Linked DNA regions of Sus scrofa: regions 1 and 2 are each linked to region 3. The links are chromatin contacts, called in public Hi-C and promoter capture Hi-C maps. All regions are on one chromosome and are shown on one strand. The core of a region is the stretch at or near the end of the contact, and the rest is flanking DNA. Distances in the headings are between cores, read along the strand shown.

Region 1 (3,057 bases), core at 398-2,897, 1.6 Mb after region 3:
GAAAGAGAGAAATAAGCTGAGAAGCAAAAAGCTTGATTGCAAGTAGTCTGTATTTGGAGTTCCTATTATGGCTCAGCAGAAACAAATCTGACTAGCATCCATGAGGACACAGTTCGATCCCTGGCCTCGATCAGTGGGTTAAGGATCCAGCGTTGCCATGAGCTGTGGTGTAGGTCGAAGACAAGGCTCAGATCCCAAGATGCTGTGGCTGTGGTGTAGGCCAGCAGCTACAGCTCCAGTATGGCCCCTAGCCTGGGAACCTCCATATGCCACAGGTGCGGCCCTGGGGGGGAAAAAAAAGGCAAGTAGTCTGTATTCAAACCAGTCCATTGTAAAGATTCATAGGACTCAACACTAAAAAATTATTGGGAAAAGTATTTCGATGATTAAAGCATGTTTTTCTTACTTTAGTAGCTGTTAGTGCAGAAAATAATGACTGTAAAAAAGCCTATCTTCTGTTTTAGTATTCTAAAGCATAAACTGGTGTTACAATGGAAATGAGAGTGATACATAACGTAGTATTCACAACTAAATGATCTTCCTTGCTTAGCAGTAATGATTAAGATGCCTAGAATTACAAAGTGACTTACAAAAAAAATGTTAGTGAAAAAAATCCTAAGGTTCATCTTGCCGTCTTTGAGATGGGCATACCAACCAAGGGTTTTACTTTTCAGAAGCGTTGCCCATAAACTATTTGGCAGCAGAGGGCGCTCTCCTGTTAAAATCCAAAGTTCTCATTTAAAAGCTGTTAGAGGCTCATATTCGCTAGCGTCCAAATACCGTTGTTGAAAGTATTGTCAAAAAGCAAAGGAGTCCGAATGAGTTTTGAGTTTTATTTAGGGGAGAAGGACATCAGACCAGAATAGTTACGAACCATAATTTAATGAGACCTTAGATTTTTAGCAATGCTTATTCACTTCAAAATGATTGTATTTGATTCATTCCAGTAGTATTTCCTGAGGAAAGACACAAACATATACTTCTAGGGTCATCCTCCGATACTGTTACGGGACGGCTTGAAAACTTAGCATGCGCTGTGTGCCCAATAAGAGCAGGACATCTTAAAACAAAATGAAAATAATCATATTTATCGCATTCGAAAGTATGCAATTCACTATGTCACAGATTTTACCTAAAAAATGTTTACAACGAGCAGTAGATACTATGTCTCTATGAAGAGATAAATGTTTGGTAATATCTGAATACTAATATAAAATAATGTCTGCATATTTATCTCCAGTGATCAATGGCATCCTCTGGAGAGAAACCTGTGAGCCAATAACCCGCACCTCGGGTTGTTCCCGAATTCCAAAGCGTGGTCTTTCCCCCACCCCTCTGATCCTCTCAGCCACCACCCGCTCCCCAGAGCGAACCAGCTCTGTTCAGGGCCAAGTTGCTGAAGATTTTCAATCACTACCAGAGATTCTTTTCCCTTAGAACCACAATGTGGCATGTTTCCGCATCGCCGCTTTATATTGGCTAATTGGTGCTTTTTTAAAAGCTTAACTTTAAACCAGGAGGAATCATACATTTTGCATTTTCTGAACACTCCCTTGTTTCGTTTTCAAGCTAACGAGGTCTTACGAGTGAACATGCAAAAGCCTTTTTTGAACACCCCAAGTCGCAAGTCATTGGACAGGGCTCTAGCTGCGTGTCCAGGTCTCACGTGGTGCCTGTGCGAGCCACCCAGAGCGTTTGCTCTGGTGAAACCCTTAAAACTTTCTTTTTCTTTTTGTAGAAAGCAAAAACACCCCTGTCTAAATGCGCCGGCCCAGTGCCTGTCAAGAGATCCTTATGGGAGGCCGCCGGCGTCCCAGAAGACCGCCGCATGACTCAAGACTCGAAAGGTTCCCGAGTTCAAGCTACTCTGGACGCCGCGGCTGCTTCGCGCTCGTCGCCGGGCCGCGCAGCCGCCACCCTGATGTCCCCACCCGCGGGTCCGCGCGCCCCGCGCGCCCGCTGAGGGGGAGGGGCGCGCTCGGCCGAGGTCGCCGCCCGGTTGTGCAATCCGGCTATGCAAATAAGCGGGGTTACGACAGCCAATTAGAAGCCGGCTCTGCCGTGACGCGCGCGCCGAGAGCCCGTAGTATTTATAGATCGTATTTAAAGAGCCCTTGGGAGTCTCCCCGGGCTCGGCTGGGCGGCGGCGGCGGCGGCTGCAGGGCTGTAGTTGGCCGGGCGCGAGTGAGGTGGCGGGGCGGTCGCTGCTGGTACCGTCCCTGTGGGGGTGTTGGGCGTGGAGGAGTGTCAGAGCACGTTCTATAGTAGTTTTTACCCACTTCCTAGCTCGGTTTCTGGAGAGGAGGAGGAAATGGTGCAGTTTCCACAGTAGTTTCGCTTCAAACAAAGCCGGGGATTTGGAATCTCAAAGCTCAAGGTGGGGGATGGGGGCAGCAGGTTGAACCGACCCCGCCCGGGCCCCTCATTTGAGCCACAAACCGCCGCCGTTTCCTGGTGCTGAGCTGTGTAGAGGCACCCTTCCTGGGGGGAGGGGAGAACAATACCGCCTGAAAAGCCAAAAGTCGCGGAATTTGGGGGCGGGGTGTATTCGTAGAAAATAAATTACGAGATAGTGGCCCTGATTATCTTGGCGTTGAGTCGACTGATCTTCAGACTTCCTGGCCAGCGAGCTGCACACTGCAATGCGAAAGCAGGAAACTGGCATTACGTCAGAAGAGAGGAGACCCAAATTGCAACGGTTGCATCTGCAGGCCTGGCTCTTTTTCCTTGGAGAGGTTCCGGGGTCCGGGCCCAGGGTGCTGCCCGAGCCAGGCGTCGCGGGCTTTCACGCCGAGGGCCCACCCCTGGCGGCACCCGGGGACCCCAGGCCCGGGCGCCTATAGCCCTAGCCCTCAGCCTCTGCACGTTGTCCTCCCCGGAGGGCTCTTCAGCAACCACGACTAATTCCTTTTAAAGATAGCCCCGCGCCTAGCTGGATGTCTTAAATTCCCGGGGAGGGGGAGAGGGCGGGGTGTTGACTACTGCCCTTAGTTGAGCAGGAGCTCATGTCCACCTCGGGAAAGCAGGTGGCAAAGGGGAGGAATCCCAGCCTAGTGT
Region 2 (3,050 bases), core at 524-3,023, 1.7 Mb after region 3:
AGGCATGAACACAATCTGACATGAAGGATTCTTCCTTTCAGTTGTGTCAATCTGGGCCCAATTTCTAGATTTGTTTCCTCTTCTGTAAAATATTTGACCTCATGAGACTGTTGTGATGATTAAATAAGACGATTTGTGCAAAACATTTAGCAATTACCAGACCAAGAGCGGCATTCTTTTCCCTTCCTGGTTTTCCACTTCTCTTCTGCCTCTTCCACCTGGTACCAGGTGTTAGGAGAGGGAGCCAGGAAGGAAACAGCCTTGCAGAGTACAGCCCACAGAAGGGGTAGGAAGAAAAGAGAGGCAGTTGGTATAAGGCCTAGGTTAACAGACATAATAGTAGGGATTTAAAATAACTGTTTTGGAGTTCCCATTGTGCCTCAGCAGGTTAAGAACCCAACTAGTATCCATGAGGATCCAGGTTTGATCCCTGACCCCGATTGAGGGATCTAGTGTTGCCCTGTGTTGCTCTGTAGGTGGCAGACACAGCTCTGATCTCTTGTTGCTGTGGCTGTGGTGTAGGCTGGCAGCTACAGCTGCGATTCTACCCCTAGCCTGGGAACTTCCATATGCCACAGGTTTGGCCCTAAAAAGACAACCCCCCACACCCCAAAAAAACACTTTTATTCATGTTTTATGATGTGGATTAGAGGGACAGAACTGCAGAGAGAGATTCAGATGGGTGGTCCTATTAGGTCTAGGTGCTGGTCTGCCAGGCCTCTGTCTTTAAAACTCTCCCAAACCTTTCTAGGTAGTATATCAACCTCTCAAACCTTTCTTGGTAGTTTATCAATGCAGACACTGGGCATACTAGCAGTTTTAATTGTTCCATTGTTTAATGTGTTAACTCCCTGAACGTTAACTTATTAATCTGTCTTCTAATTAATGTTTGAATGATTCTCCTCAGGTCTAGACTATTAAGGGCACTTCTATTTAAAAACAGTCTGTCTCCTGCTTGTGCCATCAGGGGCAATAGGTACCTCTGAGGTCGCCGTTTAGGGTGCCCCGTAATGGCTTCAGAAGGTTCATAAAGCGACAAAGATCAGACCCCCTCCCCTTAACAGTGATGAAAGGACGTGCTGCTTTGTTGGGACCTGGGGCTAGTACGTTCCTGGTCCCAGAGAGTGCAGAATGGTAATCTCCAAGGCGTGCTCGCACAGCCGGGGGCTGGGGAACTGGGGGCCCAGTCTCTCTCTAAGTCACCCACGTCGCCTCCCACTTTCGAATACTGCTTGTTTATTTACTTGCAGTAAATGATAGTGAATGAATGTGCCCAAGCGTAGGCCGACCCCAGGCGAGGTGGGATTTTCGCAGCTTCTCCGAGTGGACCCCACAGGGGCGCGGCAGGGGTCCCCGTGGCGTCTCCCGGGTGCGCGAGTCTTGAGTCCGCAGCTGCGGGCTATGAGCTGCGGCGGGAGCCTGGGGGCGGGCCCCGCGTGGGGCCACCAGTGCCCCCTCACGCGCGCCCGCTCGCCCGCCCAGGCGCCGCCCAGATCTCCCCACAACCTTGCTCCGCCGGCCGCGCGCAGCCACCCAGCACCGCCCCTGCCGCCCGCTTCTTCAGCGGGCCGGGCCCCCGCCCCACCTCCGCCAGCCGGGTCCGTCCCCTCCCCAGCCGGGCCCCGCCTCCTCCCTCTCCCCGGCGGCACTCTCTCTACCCTCTTTCCACACCGCCCTCAGCCGCTCCCTCCCCGCACGCCCGTCTGGAGAGGAATCGAGCGCCGAGAGCATCGATAGTTCTGCCCTCTGCGGCCGCCTGGCCCCGAACTCATCGGTGAGCTCGGAGCTCGATTTCCCTAGGCGGCGGCCGCGGCGGCGGAGGCACAGCGGCAGCGGCGGCGGTGGCGGCGGCGGCAGCGGTGGCGGCGGCTCGGCCAGTACTCCCGGCCCCCGCCATTTCGGACTGGGAGCTAGCGCGGCGCAGGCACTGAAGGCGGCGGCGGGGGCCAAAGGCTCGGCGGCTCCCAGGTGCGGGAGAGAGGTACGGAGCGGACCACCCCTCCTGGCCCCTGCCGGGGTCCCGACCCTCCTCGCCGGCGCCGGGCGGGGCCGGCGGCGAGTGAATGAATTAGGGGTCCCGGGAGGGGCGGGGAGGGGGCTCGGGCGCGGGGCCCTGGCGGGCGGGCCGGCAGGGTGGGGGGGTCTGCAGGGGGAGGCGCGGGGACGCGGCGACGCGGGGAATGAGGAATGGGCGGTGCGGGGCTGAGGAGGGTGAGGCTGGAGGCGGCCGCTGCTGGTGCTGCTTCCTGGACGGGGAACCCCTTCCTTCCTCCTCCCCGAGAGCCGCGGCTGGAGGCGGCCGGGGAGAAACTCGCGGGCCGGGCGGGCTGCCCCTCGGGGCGGTCGGGTGCGGTGGAGGTTACTCCCGCTGCGCTCCGGCCTCCCCTCCCCCTCGTCGTCCTTCCCTCTCTGTCTCTCCCTTCGCTCCCGCACCTCTTCCTCCCTTCCCAGCACTCGGCTGCTTCGGTTACTGCCTTCTCTGCTGCATCTAGCATCTCTCGGACGGAGGTATAAACTTCTCCCTCGAGCGCAGACTGGATGGCTAGTGGCCCCTTTCCGTGTGTAGGGGGATATGGGAGTAATAGGGGAGGTCACGTTTTGGAAGCGCAAAGAAAAGTGCTTAGAGACCACTGTTTGAGGTTATTGTGTTTGGAAAAATGCATCTGCAGCTGAGTTCCTGACTGCTCCCCTCCCCCATGTATGGGCTGTGACATTGCTGTGGCCACAAAGGAGGAGGTGGAGGTAGTGATGGTGGTGGAAGAACAGGTGGCCAACACCCTACAACGTAAAGCTTGTGACTTAGTGAAAACGAAAAAGTTAATCCCAGAAGGTCTATTTGCTTTGTCAAGTTAAAACACACGCAGAAAACCCGCAAAGCAGAAGCAGGGCTTTTTCTTTACTAGTGGAGTGTAGACAGCGATAGCTAAAATCGTACCTGAAGTTTAATTTGCCCGTTGTTGTCCTTTCCCCCATCTCTTCTGGATTACCTCATGCTTATAAATTTGATCCGCATCTCAGGAGTTATTACAGCCCTCCAAAACAGCACTCAC
Region 3 (3,198 bases), core at 95-2,594:
GCAGTGAAAGTGGAAATAAGCCAAGGATGAGCCTTAGGTTCCTAATCTGGACAGCAGGATGGATACAGGTATACCATCATTTGAGATGAGATACAGAAGAAAGGCAGGAAGAAAACCAGGAAAAGATAGGATTCTTTGGAGGGCAGCTTCAAGGCAGTATGATTATCCAGGAAGAGAACTAGGAAAAGAGCAATACTTCTTGGAGGGCGGTTTCAAGAAAGAAGTAATGATTAACCAAGTCATCTTCTGCAAAGGGGTAAACTGAAAACTGAAAAGGACGCCTCTTCCATCCCTGCCGACCACCCCCACCCCGCCTCGCAAATGCTGAGCTCCCAGGTGGGTTAGGCAGGAAGAAAACAGAGACGAAAGGTGTGTCCACAAGATTTGGGCCAAGGGTTTCCATCAAACTTTCCGTACCTCAGCTCCGGAAAGACGGTCTCAGAGCTGAGAACAGAGAGGAACTACCGCGCCCAGGCACGGGCAGCCGGTGGTTCAAGAGGTGGGGCAAAGAGCACCGTCAGGGGAAGGAAGCTTCCGACTCTCTTAAACCCGCTCTGGTCCCTGGACTGATTCCACTTACTCTGATCTCAATCCCTCGCAGCCGTCAGCTGTGGCGACTAGGACTCAAAGCCTCTGCCAACGGGGACCTATGCACCCAAGGGAAGAGACTCCTCTCGCTTGTTCAGCTTCTTCAATAGCAGACGCAGACCCCAGCAGAGGTAGTGTTGGGGCAGATGGGAGGGTCATAGGTGATCAGTCCCATTACTGGTCAGGGTAAAAACCTCCGCTCACCGCCTCCGACCTGCGCTCTCAGAGCGCCTCAACCTCGCGAGACTTCCTCCCTCGCGTTACCGTGGGGGCAGAACCCGGCGATTTACTTGAGGCCTCTAGCTGACATGCGCAAGAGGTAGGGGCGGGGCACTTATACGTCCCTCCCCACTGATCCACATTCTGGCTTTTGCTCGGCCTCTCGCTAAGTCTCGCGAATTTTGCTTGGGGAAATCGGCCTGGGTTGGAGAGACTGAGAAGGGAGACCTGGTGGGAGGGCCTTACGCTTAGGGGACCGTGGCTGCTTTAGCTGGTGCTGTGGTTGGTACTTCGCTGTGGGGAGGTTCTCAGGTCGCCCGGATCAATCTTCCCAATGGGTGACTGGGAAAATTAGCGGATAGAAAATCCTGATGGTTGGAGGCATTCTTTTCCCCTTGGCTCCGCCCTCTTCCTGTTAGAGACCTTAGTGTCTGGCCCACCGAGGGGGAAGGGCAGCTTGGCGGGGCTGTCAAGGGCGCTTTGCGCACGCGCCAGTCCGAGTGTGTGAGTGTTTGTGTTCACGCGCAGGCGCGCGCGCGCTCCTGCATTTAGGAAGCCTGGGAAGGACCGGTGTGCTAGGAGATGAGCGGGGAAAACCTAGTCCCCGGTCTTTGGTACCAGACATTCCTGACTGTGCGCTGACCCTCCCCACCCAGCCAGCAGCCTTTTCCAGAGAGGCTGTGGTTCTTAGCCTCTGTTCGTTTTCACTGCAAGACCAGGCACGAAAGTAAGCGAACCTCGATCCTGAGATCTTCCCTATCCACTCACCTTGTACTTTCCACCCCCCACCCTCTGGCAGAGTGTGTCTAGGTTTCTCAAAGAAGAGTTTTGCATGAAGGGGAAATGCGTTTGAAAGCGGCCGGGCTGTAAAAAATCGGTTCGTTTTGATGAACACTTTTGCTCTGTTTACCATGTGCTTTTCGAATGTGAATTGTCTATTCGGTATAAGATTGTATTAGCGAAGCAAGGGAGTTTTTGTAAGAAAGTTTTAAAAGTTCTTTCTCCCATCAGTGTGATAATAGCACATAAGTTTTTCTGTTCTACATGATAAATTACTGTGGTGTTTCTAAAGCTAATGGGGAGAGTGTGAATTTGAGGTCCTTATCCTAATGCGAAAATCTAATAATGCAGTTATCCTAGGAAATGTTTATGTTTGGGGCTTCCCTTTTGTTGTCACTCCTCTTTCCAGTTTCCAAACCTTTTTTCAGAAGTCTTGAGATTTTTTTTGGAGGGAAGCCCAAAAATGCTGACCTGGGTTGGTTTGCAGGTTTTTATGTGATTGATGTCAACTCACAAGGATCATCAAAAGTGTATTTGAAGAGTATTTGTCGCTATTATGTGTTATGTAAGGGAAACAAGTACGATTATTTGTAGAAATGTTTTCTTCTGACAAATTTAAGTTCATTCCAAAAGCAAAAATATATATATACATGGGTTGTAATCTTGCCTGTGACAGGTTAATATGGTGTAGTTCATCCCTTGAATTGATAGTTACTCTATGGTCATGACCTCATTAAATTTGTCCTTTGTTGGATAAATTCCTTTGAATACTGATTGTTCATGTCCCCTACCAAATCTTCTTGAGGAAAAGACACATTCATTAGAAATAATTTAAGATAGTAAATGTTATGTATGTTTGGCTAATGTATTTTATCCCTTACAGGTTAAAACAAAATGAAGATTTTTTCTGAATCCCATAAAACAGTATTTGTTGTGGATCACTGCCCTTACATGGCAGAATCATGCAGACAGCATGTGGAGTTTGATATGCTGGTGAAGAATAGGACCCAAGGAATCATCCCTTTGGCCCCCATATCTAAATCATTATGGACTTGCTCAGTAGAATCTTCCATGGAATATTGTAGAATAATGTATGATATATTTCCTTTCAAAAAGCTGGTGAGTGTGAATACAAGTAAAATCATGATCTGGGGGATGTACTTAACTGCCTAGTACCTTCTTTGTATATGAGTTTGCTATAGATTTGACTTACAACTGTTTATTTACGACTTTAAAAATGTGGTCTATTTCTCATCAATCCTTTGAGGTAGCTACTATAATTGCTGGGACAGTATTCAAAGTATAAAATAACCAGAATGGAACAAACACTGACCATGGAGAATTGTTGCCAGCCTAAGCAGAAGGGATTTTGGTTGTAAGCACTTTGTCAAATTGTGTTTGTGTGTACCATCTGAATATCAGCTATGATTATTACTGCCATGTTAGAGATGGCAGAACCTGAGATAAAGAGAAGCAGCTAGCCCTGAGTCATATCACTAGTTAGAGGCAGAACCAGAGTTTGAGCCTGGCTACTTAGAGTTTTAATGAAAATGTCCTAAACTGCCACAGGACTTGGCCATATTAGAAAGAAATGCTTTTAAGAATGCCAAG

Evidence for each region. Promoter capture Hi-C pulls out the DNA fragments that hold promoters and counts their contacts. A called contact is a pair of places that touch in the nucleus more often than the background predicts.
Region 1: a contact with region 3 is called in a Hi-C map of liver, with 7 times the contacts expected there. The contact joins the enhancer-like site here to the promoter of INTS13 in region 3. A contact is called at or near these places in 2 of 5 promoter capture datasets (fetal liver and liver), 3 of 47 Hi-C or Micro-C datasets (heart right ventricle, liver and skeletal muscle) and 1 of 2 datasets of contacts at active chromatin or transcription factors (alveolar macrophages).
Region 2: a promoter capture Hi-C map of fetal liver shows a contact between it and region 3, with 3 times the contacts expected there. The contact joins the promoter of KRAS here to the promoter of INTS13 in region 3. A contact is called at or near these places in 1 of 5 promoter capture datasets (fetal liver), 1 of 47 Hi-C or Micro-C datasets (skeletal muscle) and 1 of 2 datasets of contacts at active chromatin or transcription factors (skeletal muscle).

The regions. Positions count from the first base shown.
Region 1 is chr5:48,396,929-48,399,985 of Sscrofa11.1, forward strand. LMNTD1 (lamin tail domain-containing protein 1) reads left to right here. Exons shown (of 18, transcript XR_002344073.1): 18 at 1,739-2,973. Among named protein-coding and RNA genes, the nearest start is that of KRAS, 110 kb to the right of the region's middle. Within about 2 kb of position 1,648, at least 81 of the 83 cell types and tissues checked have an H3K27ac peak or open chromatin away from gene starts, as enhancers often do. A contact at or near this core is called in alveolar macrophages, fetal liver, liver and 1 more, where this site is marked.
Region 2 is chr5:48,507,001-48,510,050 of Sscrofa11.1, forward strand. It overlaps KRAS (GTPase KRas), which reads left to right and starts at 1,774. Exons shown (of 5, transcript XM_003126427.5): 1 at 1,774-1,981.
Region 3 is chr5:46,823,166-46,826,363 of Sscrofa11.1, forward strand. It overlaps INTS13 (integrator complex subunit 13), which reads left to right and starts at 1,345. Exons shown (of 17, transcript NM_001243595.1): 1 at 1,345-1,534; 2 at 2,471-2,706. The coding sequence starts at 2,482. It overlaps FGFR1OP2 (FGFR1 oncogene partner 2), which reads right to left and starts at 897. Exons shown (of 6, transcript XM_005664032.3): 1 at 581-897.